3 separate regions of the Mus musculus genome follow, and regions 2 and 3 are each linked to region 1. A link is a contact called in public HiChIP or PLAC-seq data. All regions are on one chromosome and are shown on one strand. The core of a region is the stretch at or near the end of the contact, and the rest is flanking DNA. Distances in the headings are between cores, read along the strand shown. Region 1 holds the start of Hps3 (HPS3, biogenesis of lysosomal organelles complex 2 subunit 1). Region 2 has its middle 50 kb from the start of Gm42190. Region 3 has its middle 24 kb from the start of Gm31320.

Evidence for each region. HiChIP or PLAC-seq counts read pairs in DNA pulled down with a chosen protein or histone mark.
Region 2: a contact with region 1 is called in a FOXA1 HiChIP or PLAC-seq map of pancreatic cancer cells. The contact joins the enhancer-like site here to the promoter of Hps3 in region 1. A contact is called at or near these places in 4 of 39 promoter capture datasets (liver, neural stem cells and pre-B cells), 1 of 484 Hi-C or Micro-C datasets (CD4 T cells), 6 of 115 datasets of contacts at active chromatin or transcription factors (bone marrow-derived macrophages, embryonic stem cells, intestinal villus epithelium and 2 more) and 1 of 9 other capture datasets (adipose tissue).
Region 3: an H3K4me3 HiChIP or PLAC-seq map of bone marrow-derived macrophages shows a contact between it and region 1, with 3 times the contacts expected there. The contact joins the enhancer-like site here to the promoter of Hps3 in region 1. A contact is called at or near these places in 9 of 39 promoter capture datasets (the 3T3-L1 cell line, 3T3-L1-derived adipocytes, the C10 cell line and 4 more), 7 of 484 Hi-C or Micro-C datasets (CD4 T cells, Sertoli cells, cardiomyocytes and 4 more), 3 of 115 datasets of contacts at active chromatin or transcription factors (bone marrow-derived macrophages, neural progenitor cells and stem cell-derived neural progenitor cells) and 2 of 9 other capture datasets (adipose tissue and liver).

What each region holds. Positions count from the first base shown.
Region 1 is chr3:20,033,151-20,036,798 of GRCm38.p6, reverse strand. It overlaps Hps3 (HPS3, biogenesis of lysosomal organelles complex 2 subunit 1), which reads left to right and starts at 1,489. Exons shown (of 17, transcript NM_080634.4): 1 at 1,489-1,750. The coding sequence starts at 1,534.
Region 2 is chr3:19,902,059-19,906,159 of GRCm38.p6, reverse strand. No RefSeq gene overlaps it. Among named protein-coding and RNA genes, the nearest start is that of Gm42190, 50 kb to the left of the region's middle. Within about 2 kb of position 1,264, at least 18 of the 459 cell types and tissues checked have an H3K27ac peak or open chromatin away from gene starts, as enhancers often do. A contact at or near this core is called in neural stem cells and pancreatic cancer cells, where this site is marked.
Region 3 is chr3:20,195,924-20,200,011 of GRCm38.p6, reverse strand. No RefSeq gene overlaps it. Among named protein-coding and RNA genes, the nearest start is that of Gm31320, 24 kb to the left of the region's middle. Within about 2 kb of position 1,876, at least 12 of the 459 cell types and tissues checked have an H3K27ac peak or open chromatin away from gene starts, as enhancers often do. A contact at or near this core is called in adipose tissue and bone marrow-derived macrophages, where this site is marked.

The sequences.
Region 1 (3,648 bases), core at 240-2,739:
CTGCTGACCCAGTGTCCTTGCCTCAGGCCAGGTGGCAGGGCGGCTTCTAAGGCCTGGACTTGCCTGGAATTGTCCAGTTCTTAGAGACAGAGATTTAGGCCTATTCTCCTTAGCTGCCAATTTGAAGTCTGTCATGGAATCAGCCTAGCTTTCTCATAAGCTGATGGTCACAGAAGTGAGAAAAACAGTTAATAAAGATAAAAATCTCTTCCCAAAATTTCTTAGGTCAGCCAGGTACAGGGACTATATCAAGGGAGAAGAAGCTATCTCTAGAGAAGGTAGTGCCATTCTAGGACTTAATGAATCTCACAAAAGTCAAATTACATTCAATTAATATCCTGAAGAGGAAAAATTAATCAAAAGAGACAGACACTTAAATCAGATACTCATAAGAGGGAAAGGGGATGTTTATGGATGTCACATGAGTAGCAATCTGCTTGTTTTCCTGATTTCTGTAGCCCAGATCTCTGGACTATTCCATGTATTCTTTGCTCACTGAGTTTAATGAACCCGTCTCCCAGAGTGTTCCTAGTAGAGGATGAAGTACATGATTCCTCGTCATCTGGAAGGTATTCGAAATGGCAGCAGTTCAACTTCAGTCCAATTGCTCCCACATTATAAATTCTCAGAGCAAAGGACTCAAGGTAACCATCAGCATGAGAATTGAAGTTTGCTCTTTTCAGTGTAAAAAGAAGAGCATCCTCCAGTCAACCAATACGTACATATGTGCATGCAAACACATATATTTTCTAGAATTGTTAAAAAAACATTATAGATCTGGTTTATTAAATCTCCCAAAATAGAAAAATTCCGACGGCAAGTTTCTTCAATATAGGAAATACTTAGGAACTGTATATTGACCATCCGGGGATCTCTCTCCTCCCCTATTATCTAAGGCTTAGAGGAAACTTTTGCCAAATGCCTGCAAAATGTTTTCATAGATCTTCTCATCCAATGCATTATTTTTTTATTTTTATTTTTTGCTAAGCATCTTCGAGGATTTGCCCTTTTCAATAAAACCATTGTAGGATCCACAGTATTTGTGGTGTGTTTAACCCTACGTTGGGAGTTTAACATCAGGTTTTGCAGTTTCATCCTTTAGAAGCAGACTTTGTGTGCCCCGGTACAGGGGAACGCCAGGGCCAAAGGGGGGGAGTGGGTGGGTAGGGGAGTGGGGGTGGGTGGGTAAGGGGGACTTTTGGTATAGCATTGGAAATGTAAATGAGCTAAATACCTAATAAAAAATGGAAAAAAAAAAAAAAAAGTTCAAAGTCTAAGGCAAGTCGACCAAGGCACAGACGGGCAGATGATCGAGTGTTAAACACGCTGAAGGTTTCACATACTAATCTGTCCAGAAGCAGCAAAGTTAACATCTCCAAAGAGGAACCGAGGTCTCTGCATCCACTTAGGGTAGCACTTCACTTAGCGCGCGGCCTCTTTAAGGAGCGGTGCCCGGGGTGTGGTCGCAGCGCTCACGTGATCCGGAGCAGCTCTCTAAGCTTGCGGAAGCCGCCCAGCGGTCCGGGCGCCGGGATGGTGCGTCTGTACAACCTGCACCCGTTTGGGTCGCAGCAGGTAGTCCCCTGCCAGTGGGAGCCGGAGCAGGTCTGCTGCGGCGGGAGCGACGCGCTGTTCGTGGCTGCCGGCTGCAAGGTGGAGGCGTTCGCTGTTCAGGGCGAAGAGCTGTGCCGGCAGCGCTGCGCCTTCTCCACGCTAGGCAGGGTGCTGCGCATGGCCTACAGCGAAGCCGGTGAGGAGCGGCTTTGGGGCGGGGCTCTGGGTAGGGAAGGGATTGGTGCTCTTCTAGGCTGGCTGCTGACAGTCAGTGTGGGTCGGGCACTAAGTGCTAAAGTCATTTTGTGTAGTTGTTTTAGCGACCGCAGATCCGGTGTCGTGCCACGGTCCGGTGCTTGCCTAGTTTGCTTGAAGCCTTGGTCTGATCCTCCTTACTCAGATTGCTTCAACTAGTCATTCTAGCACTTTGGAGGTAGAGACCGGAGGATCTGAAGTTTAAGGTCCTCTGCAGTTTGGTGAGTTCCATTCTAGCCTAGGCTACAAGTAATCATGTCTCGAAGCAAAACAAAGCAGACACCCCACGTGGAGATGCAATGCTGACTGATCCCGTCCACAGCTTGAAATAAAGACGTGTGGCTCGGTTCCACTTATGCCAGACCCTTAAAAGATTAATGTAAGAAAACAAACCTGGTTCAAGAGAAAGAGGAGGGAGAATGATATCCTGAAGTTCACAGGAGGCTCGACCTCAAAAGTTATCTCAAATCGGAGCCAGCCCTTTTACCTCTTAAGTCACTATCACTTGTGGTTGATTTATTACATTGGGTTGTATCAAATGCTTGGCCCTGGTTGGATACTAATGACTTGAGCCACACCGACTGGAGGAGGCTAGCACTAAACCATGATAACCTCGTTCTTGAAACCTTGAAGAACAAAGATGCTTTTATTACCATGTTGGCTGCCTTAAAGAGCTTCAGGAATCATGTGGGATGGCATAAGTATCACGGGCCATATAACTCAAAGGTAGCATTCAGTCCACAGTTGAACTTCAACTTCTGAGTGTAACTTCTATTAACCCATGCATGACTAAACATTAATAGGCTGACCCCTGGCAATGCCTAAGTTCAGAAAACCTGTCTGATGTCTCCTTTGATGCCTTTTTTTCTTCTGAGTAAATGTTCTGGTCTGTGTTCTCTCAGTGCCTAGTGTCCTCTGCCATAGCAAATCCACCTTGTCAACAACCAGGACTATCTGTGCATTTATATTTACTGTGAATGTTTTGGAGGCCTTTTTCCCAGGCAGAAAGCATTTTCTTTTTCTGTCAGGTCCAAAGGAAACCCCAAGTCCCAAACTCCAAAGGGCAGTCCAAAGATCCAGACGTGAGCTCCTCCATGGCTATAGGAGGAGTTCTGGTGTTTAGTTAAAAGCCAGCCTTCCTTCCTCAGGAACTTGTGGAGGCAGTTCCTGTCTGTCAGAGGAGTCATTTCCCTTACCTCTGGCAAAAGGAGCTATGGCTCTTCAATCTACATACACGTGTGATACTACTCCTCAGCATCCCAAGGTCCAGGCTAGCCTCAGGCCTCCCTCAGTCCCTGAAGTACCTATTACATATTTCCAAGTCCATGCTATCTCACTGTGCTCTTCTCTCTCTTGCAGATAACCTTGGCCATGTCTATTCAGCTGGCCATGTTCAGGTTACTTCTTTCTCTCTCTGCTCTGGATTCATCCAGATCTTCTGGCTGTTTCTCCCTCTCCCTCTCCCTCTCCCTCTCCCTCTCCCTCTCCCTTTCCTTTTATCTCCTTCTCCCTCGTCCCTCTCCCTCCATCGCCTTTTCCCTCCTCCCTCTAACTCTACCCTCTCCCTCCTCCCTCTCCCTCTCTATCTCCCTCCTCCCTCTCTTTCTCCCTCTCCCTCCTTGCTCTCCCCTCCTCTCTGTACCCCACCTATCTTCAATAAAACAAAACCATTTCCCTTAACTATACCATGGAGGGGTCATGTTGACAGTTTTACTTTGTACGGGCCCACCCCCTAACCCCCCCCCCCCCCAAGCCTACACTTACTAATCAGCCAAATGCTGCTCTCCCTTTGTAAGTTGTGGGCACTCAGTAAGTCATCTGTGGGGTCCCTGTAACCAG
Region 2 (4,101 bases), core at 15-2,514, 130 kb after region 1:
AAGTCTTTGCTGGGCTTTTTTTGAAACTTCCTTTGTCAATGCAATTAATCTGAGTCTCTTCACCTTAGCCTTGGGCAGACTTTTCAGACAAGGTAAAAAAAGTAGCCACATTCTTCACCAAAACACCACAAAAACAGTCTTTATGCCACATTCTGAAATTATTATCCTTTGAAATCTCTTGGGCCAGGTCAACACAGTTCAAATTACTCCCAACAACAAAGTCTTCCATATTCCTACTAGGATGACCCATTAAGCCTCATTTAAAGCATTCCACTGAGTTCCAAATCCAAAGTCCCCAAATCCACATTCTTTCAAATAAAAGCATGGTTAGGCTTATCACAGCAATACCCCAGTCCCTGGTACCAACTTGTCTTAGCCAGGGTTTCCTTTCTTTCTTTCTTTCTTTCTTTCTTTCTTTCTTTCTTTCTTTCTTTCTTTCTTTCTTTCTTTCTTTCCTTCTTTCTTTCTTTCTTTCTTTCTTTCTTCCTCCCCCCCACACCCTCTGGAGACACGGTTTCTCTGTATAGCCCTGGCTGTCCTGGAACTCACTTTGTAGACTAGGCTGGCCTCGAACTCAGAAATCCACCTGCCTCTGCCTCCCAAGTGCTGGGATTAAAGGCATGTGCCACCACTGCCCGGCTAAGTCAGGGTTTCTATTCCTGCACAAACATCATGACCAAGAAGCAAGTTGGGGAGGAAAGGGTTTATTCAGCTTACACTTCCATACTGCTGTTCATCACCAAGGAAGTCAGGACTGGAACTCAAGCAGGTCAAGAAGCAGGAGCTGATGCAGAGGCCATGGAAGGATGTTTCTTACTGGCTTGCTTCCTCTGGCTTGCTCAGCCTGCTCTTACAGAACCCGATACTACCAGCCCAGGGATGGCATCACCCACAATGGGCCCTCCCACCCTTGATCACTAATTGAGAAAATGCCCCACAGCTGGATCTCATGGAGGCATTTCTCCAACTGAAGCTCCTTTCTCTGTGATAACTCCAGCCTGTGTCAATTGACACAGAATCAGCCTGTAGAGAGGGTCTTGCCTTAGTGGTGAGTCAGCCTGTGTCAATTGACACAGAACCAGCCTGTAGAGAGGGTCTTGCCTTAGTGGTGAGTCAGCAAATACTTGACTCCATAGCCTCCTCCCCACCATTCCAAAATTCAAATCTGGAATTTAAACATCCAGGGAGGGAAAAGGTAAGGGGAGGAAAACTCGGTACCTCAGTTACTCTGTCTTCCTGAGGTCAAGACAAAACATAACGCAAGGCTGACACCTAGTGGCTACCTACTTGCTACAGGAGCCCACCCTGCATTAAACTAAGGACCAACTGAGAAACAAAGGAAGAAAGATATCTGAAATCAGTGCTGGCGACATGCCTGCCTCTGCCCATCCTTTCATGTTATTTTAAGTTCTAAGGATAATTAAGTCACTTCTACCTCTTATCTGAGGGTTCTGCCTGGCCCTCTCTTGCGTTCTGCAATGTTCACCTGGATTGATTTCCTCAGCTCCCTCCTCACTATCCTCTATCCTATTAAGAGATTCATGTCTGAAGCCCTCAGGCTTGCTCATCCTTTGGTTCTAGCCCTGGTCTACATTTGTGGACTGTTTCCTTCACACAAATTTTTCTAGAAGTGTGTTTCTAGTACACTTCTGGCCCTGGCAATCGAGTCATAGCTTCCAGGCTGGATTTTACTTTGGTATTGGAGCTCTGGCAGTTTTAATAATTAGGCTCAGTCACTTGTCCTCAATAGGCCAGTCAAGGGGCCAAAAAAGCAAAGGCAGAGAGAAATTTATTCAATGTGGCTGCACCAGGAAGGGGGTCTGACATAAGGCATAGGTTTAAGTGGGGGAATGGAGAGATGGCTCATCAGTTAAGAGCTACTCTTCCAGTAGGCAGGGGATGTTTCTTTGGGCTCCAATACTCCCTGCTCACCTGGATTGTCTCTTCCTTCTCCTGCTCATTTCCCACTCTGCCCAAGCCTTACACATGGGGCTTTGCTCCCGGGCTGCCTTCAGGCCCCCTTCCTTCTCCCTTACCCTTTATGGTCTCACATACTAAGACCCCGGATAGCGCTCCACTTACCTCTCGGTCTTTGCCATTCTGCTTTCACTGTCATTTCTCATCCAGATGTTTACTAGTTACCAAATTGGTTTCTCAGCTGCATCCTTGTTAGCTCTCTTCCCCAGTGTGGTCAGGGGCATTTTCCCTATGACCCCACTTCTTTAAAGCTTCTTTCCACGGCAAATAAACTTCAGACCCAGCCCTGCCTGCTTGGCTCCTTATCTTGCTTCATCTCTGGGGTTTAGCTCCTAAAAAATTAACAGTGTCTCTTTTCTCCTCTCTTCACTACCTTCCTCCCTTCCACACCGTGAATTTTGCCCTAGACATTTCCTTGCTTGGGATCCACTTTCCTTCTCTTCCGCTCTCTTCTTAATACATATGTTCTCTCCTGCCTCTTCTGGAGTACTCTCCTGAGGCCCCAGCCAGGAACACTTTCTCTGTGACCCAATGCACTGCACTTCCTAACTAAAACTGTTCCCAGGGGCTAGAGGGATGGCTCAGTGCTTAAGATGGCTCTTATTCCAGAGAACTTGGCTTTGATTCCCAGAACCCACAAGGAGGCTCACAACCCTCTGCAATGTCAGTTCCAGGCAATTCAGTGCCCTCGAGTCTTCTCCAGGCACACACGTGCTGCACAGACAGACATACAGGCAGAGGAGACACCCACACACATGAAATAAACTGCTTCCAAACTCACTCCATACACCCCCTTTTCCCACTCCACTTTCCACTGGCACCAGTGTGCTAACATAACTGCATTCACCCCGAATTTTCTTTGCAGGTCTTCTCAAGCCCTTTACACATTGATGTAGATATCAATAGAGTGAAAATTAGCTCCCCAAGTTTTGGTCATGGACCTCTTTTACCACAAGCATCCTGAGATGTGAGTGCTTCAGGGTGAGAGACCTGTGACACAATTTACCATTTCATTATAGACTGGGGAACAAGGACTGAAAAGCCAAAGTTAAACCCATGGCTATTCCACTGCTATATAACATCAAACAAAATCATTTTCACACTTTCCTTATGCTAGAAGACACTTAGAATGCAGGATTTGTCACAAAGATTATTGACTGCTCCAACAGTTTGTGCACAGTATGTGCTTCCCGGTATGTTCCACTGTTTTCCTATTCATGCCTCAATCTTTACTGTCTCCTAGGAAGGCAGCACACTGGCACTATACTCTGTCTCTGCTGTGACTACTCCCTCTCCCAGATTCCTTTCCAGTCCCTGTCCTTTCCCTGTCTCATATCTGATTCCATTTCCCAGGCTGACACATGCACTCAGTCTTTCTGGAAGGAAATCGGGTCAGGCAGGGTAAATCCTTGTGGTCTTTTCCTTTTTACAACCGATCTGCTGAGACCTTCAACAGGTGCCTTATTGGATCTTTAAATAGTCTGAGCTCACCTGACTATTATAATAGTCACCATTGTTGTAATTTCCGAAAAGACCAGTTTCTGACGGTGTATACACCTAGACCCAGGATACACATGTTGCTTGATATATTATTTTAGCAACAATGCCAAGTTCTACACTGTCACACTGTGGGAGCAGGCCAGCTTCTTTGGGACTATTTGCTTAATGGTAGCTATGCCACATTGCATCGTCCTGTCCTTGCATGGTATAAGGTCCAGCCCAGCCCAGCACATACTGTCCAATTGCCTGTCTGGTACACACAGTGGTTACCAAGTACTATGGCATCCTTGGTGCAGCCTGTACTCATGCTGTGCTCTGGAGCTGCCTCAGGGTGTGTGGCCCGAGGTTGTGCATCATGCAGCTGTAGCCATGGCAGTTCTTGTCCTCTAGTTGTTCTGCACCCATTGCCAGCCAATCCTGGCAGCTGGACTCCAGGAAAACACCTGTCTCCAACTCGCTCCGCAAGGTCACCTGACTCTGCTTTAGTCCATTTTCCAGGAGTCAGAACTAGCTGCTAATGCTGAAATCACCTTGGTAGCAAGAACTCCATAGCGCCTTGTATATACTTTAAAGCCTCACATTAAAAAGCAAAAACAAACAAACAAATAAGAACAACCCTTAAAA
Region 3 (4,088 bases), core at 627-3,126, 160 kb before region 1:
ATGCTGTGTATTCTCATGCTCAATGCTGGTTCCCAAGATCTGGTTCTCCCCAGTGAGGAGTTCCTCGGGGATGAGGAGATCTTTACGTATATCAAATGATGCTTCAGATCTTTGCTCCAGAATCCTAAAAGGCCTTCCATTAGGTCTTCCCGTATAACAAAGAAATAAGAAGTGACCGTTTCCAGAAAGGAAGTCATATAAAACTACCCTTGAGAATGAACTCTCTTAAGAGAGAGATTGTTATCCTCTCTCTCTTAATATACATTTTTATATGTAAATATATATACATTTTGCACAGTTTTACACTTTTTGGGGAAGATTCCATTGCCTGCTTTTCCAGGGGACCCAGGTTCTATTCTCAGCGCCCACCTGCAGCTCACCACCCTCTGTAACCACAGTTCCTCTTCCGGTGTCTGTGGCACTGCACGACATGGTGTATGTTCATGCAGGCCAAACATACATACATAAAATATAAGTGTTAAGTAAAGACAGCTCTTGCCTCACAAGCAGCACTGTTGTACTTAATATCCTAGCCATTGCCAGTTCTGTCCGTTGGCATCAGCCTGTGCACCTCCCATGCCAGGGCCTTTATTAAAAATTCTTTCTGTCTCTGCCAGCACACAAAGCAAAGGAAAAGGATCTTCGCTGCTCTTAACTTCCACGTTCATAGACCAGACTCGCAAATACCCACAGAAGTTACATTCAAAGTGAGACTAGTATTTTATTATGGTTAAGCTGAAATAACAAAATACTATAGACAGCAAAAAATTATTTTCTCACTTCTACCAGACCAGGGTCTCACTCGCATGACCCCACTGCATCTTTAGAGACTTTATCCCCAAACTCAGCAAATCACTCAGTCACGCCTTGGTGGGAATAGCGTCCAACAGTGGCAGATCTGAACCACAAGGTGGCGCTGCTACTCAACTCCTAAACCTTGTCAGGCCCGTTTTGTTTTGTATTATTTTGTTTTGTTTTGTTTTGTTGTTTTGTTGTTGTTGTTGTTTTTGTTTGTTTGTTTGTTTGTTTTTTTTTTTTTTTTTTTTTGCTAAAACCTTCAGAATTTGAGAGAAGCTAAAAAGCTGGATGAATTTTTTTTTTTTTTTTTGAGTGATCATCGCTTTCCCAATGAAAAAGATAGGTAAAACTGAAGACGGGGACCATGTGGTTCTACAAAGACTTTCATCTGCATAAGAAAAAGATGGAATCTTTCATAAAGAAAATACAAGGATTCTGTGACATCCACTTCATACCGGACTCATATGAAACCCCCAAATTACCTGTATAATATGCTCAAGATTGAAAGATTGTCATCAGCCAGTTTGTCCAGTGCATACTTTGCAGTTATATAACACTAAGGCTGAGTTTTCTCTGGTCTATTAAGACAGGTGAGGAAGATAGTAAGACCACAGTTACATGTATAAACAAACCTGTAATTTATACAGTGTATTTATAGGCACAGTAATGAGCTGACTTCTCCAGACAACTAGCCTCCACAGCTAGCCTTCATGGTGACTTGCATTGCCTTGGTGTCTAGGTTAATGGGAAACAAGGATGAACTCCATCCCACCTGGATCTCTAGCCCACTGGTCTGCGAGAGAACCCAGGCAGTAGATCTCTAGACCGTCCTCCCTCAGCCTCAGAGGCCCCCTGGGCTTGGACACCTTGTGGAGACAAGCATGGAACAATTACTGTTAGAAATGCCCATGGACAAAGACAATGAGATCCAGAGACTCACCTAAGTTCCCTCCGTTTATGTTATGGTCAAACATCTAATCACCTTTCTTCATACACTGGCTCCCGTTTCTTTCTCCCCCGCAGGAGGAGGCTTGTTGCCACATGACAAGCTTTCTTCATAGCTTCACCCTTGACTATGATTTCCAAGCAAAAGTCTGTGGCCTATTTCTTGTGCCAATTCCCGTTGTCATGTGACTCATGTGAGGGCTTCGGACGTTTCCACCGAGCCGGTGGATTTTAGATAAGGAACTACAAGCACGAGCACTTCCCTTTCAGTTAAAATCCACTCCGCCTGGCTGATGGCATTTGCTTGGTTTTGATCATCTCCCTTCTACTCTGTCACCTCCCAAGATTTATTTCCTTGCCAAATATCTCTAAATTTTCTTGTTTGAGTTACTCATATTGCTTCTTGAACCAGAAAAAAACTAAGTTCAAATTTCAGATCTGCCAACTTGCATCAATTGTATAAAGAATTAATTTATGCCATACACAACAGCTTCTAAACACAGGCTGAGTTTCTGGCCAGGAAAAGCATTCTTATCTTAAAAGAAGAGTAATCTTCTCAAACAGGTTCCTCGTGGCTCGTCAGATTTCTTTTATGGGGGAGACATCAGCAACCTAGAATATTGTAGTGAATGCAGACCAGAAATTAACTGAGTTACTATGTTTCTAAAACACACTCAGGGTGTTGCCTCCTGTGGCCTGGTCCTTTCTGATCAAGCTCTTCTTCCAACAAATCTAAACATGGTCCCATGCCCTGTACCAATTACATCCCTCCTCTCACCCTCCTCTCGTATCAAATCAAAACCACTGGTCTCAGGGACCTATCTCCTAGTCCTTCTGGATTGTAATAGCCTTCGCCTACCTAAATGAAGATCTGTGACATGCTGAGCTGTCAGGTAATCTCAGTGACTGAATTCTGGTCCCTGACCTGGGGTGTCTAAGGTCTGACACGGTCACCTCTAACCTGAGTAATCCATAGACTCACATAGGAGCTAGATCTTAGGATAGGTTTGCATGCGGACGAGGTCTTCTCCTCCATCTCACTTTAACTACCTTGTCCCATCTATCATCTATTTGGGAGAACACAGGATATTTGAGCATACTCCAGAGTCAGACATCATGGCACTACCTGCAATCTAAACAGTGCGAATGATAAGGAGAAATCACTTTTCTATCAATTCAACACTAGGCTGGGAAAACTAACAATAAACCTTTAAAAAAAAAAGGCATTAAAGACAAGTGAGGGAACCAGGTCACCTCTCCAGTCTACAGAATAAAAAGAAAAAAAAATCAGTATTAAATCCAGTGTCTGAATGGTGGAGAACCCTTGCTCATTCTCAAAAACTAAGTACAGCTAGAGACACAAAATTAGGATCTACACCTGCTAAGGATGTTCATCAACAGTCTCCATAGAATTACAGGGCAGATTTGTTGTGACAAGACCCTTTGACAAAAAGTGTGACCTTACGTTAGTACAAACATGAGACGTCTTTAGAGTAGACTCAAAGAGCAGCCTGAGCATGACACAAAATTAGAAGATGAGATGAAAAGTGATGATCAGGGAGAAGCCAATCAGAATTGTGAGAATCAGAACAGTACCTAGAAATAGTACCTAGAACAGTACCTAGAAATAGTACCTAGAAATAGTACCTACAACAGTACCTAGAAATAGTACCTAGAACAGTGCCTAGAAATAGTACCTAGAACAGTATCTAGAAATAGTACCTAGAACAGTACCTAGAAATAGTTCCTACAACAGTACCTAGAACAGTACCTAGAAATAGTACCTACAACAGTACCTAGAAATAGTACCTAGAACAGTGCCTAGAAATAGTACCTAGAAACGGGAAAAATAAATGTTGATTTTTTACTATCACTTTGTTCTGTACTCTGCCCACAACTTTAATTTTATGATTCTGGATATTGGTAAATTAAAAGTCAACACATCAGTACTAACCATTCAAAATGCAATAGACAGGCTAATGCCAATGCTGGATTGCCTTGACTGGTTTTAAATTGTGTTGTGCTTCCCATGGCTTCCCCTCATCTGTTATAAAGGAGGTTCAAAGCAGACAATTGAGCTTAGAATTTACTTCTGATTCTAACAAGATGTGATCCTTCAGTCACTCAATGTCTTGGATTTATTCTAGAAGTACTCACTTGACTTCAGAGTGTTCTAACAGGGTAGCATAAGTTCAAAGCACCTGGAAACCAAACTGGAAGACAATTGCAAAGCTCTGAGAGTGTTGCTCTCCCCTGGCTTACTTACGAAAATAACGATCAGCAATGATCTTAGTGACGATCTAGAGAAATGCAATGAGAAGCCTCTTAGGACAGTTTGATTTGAT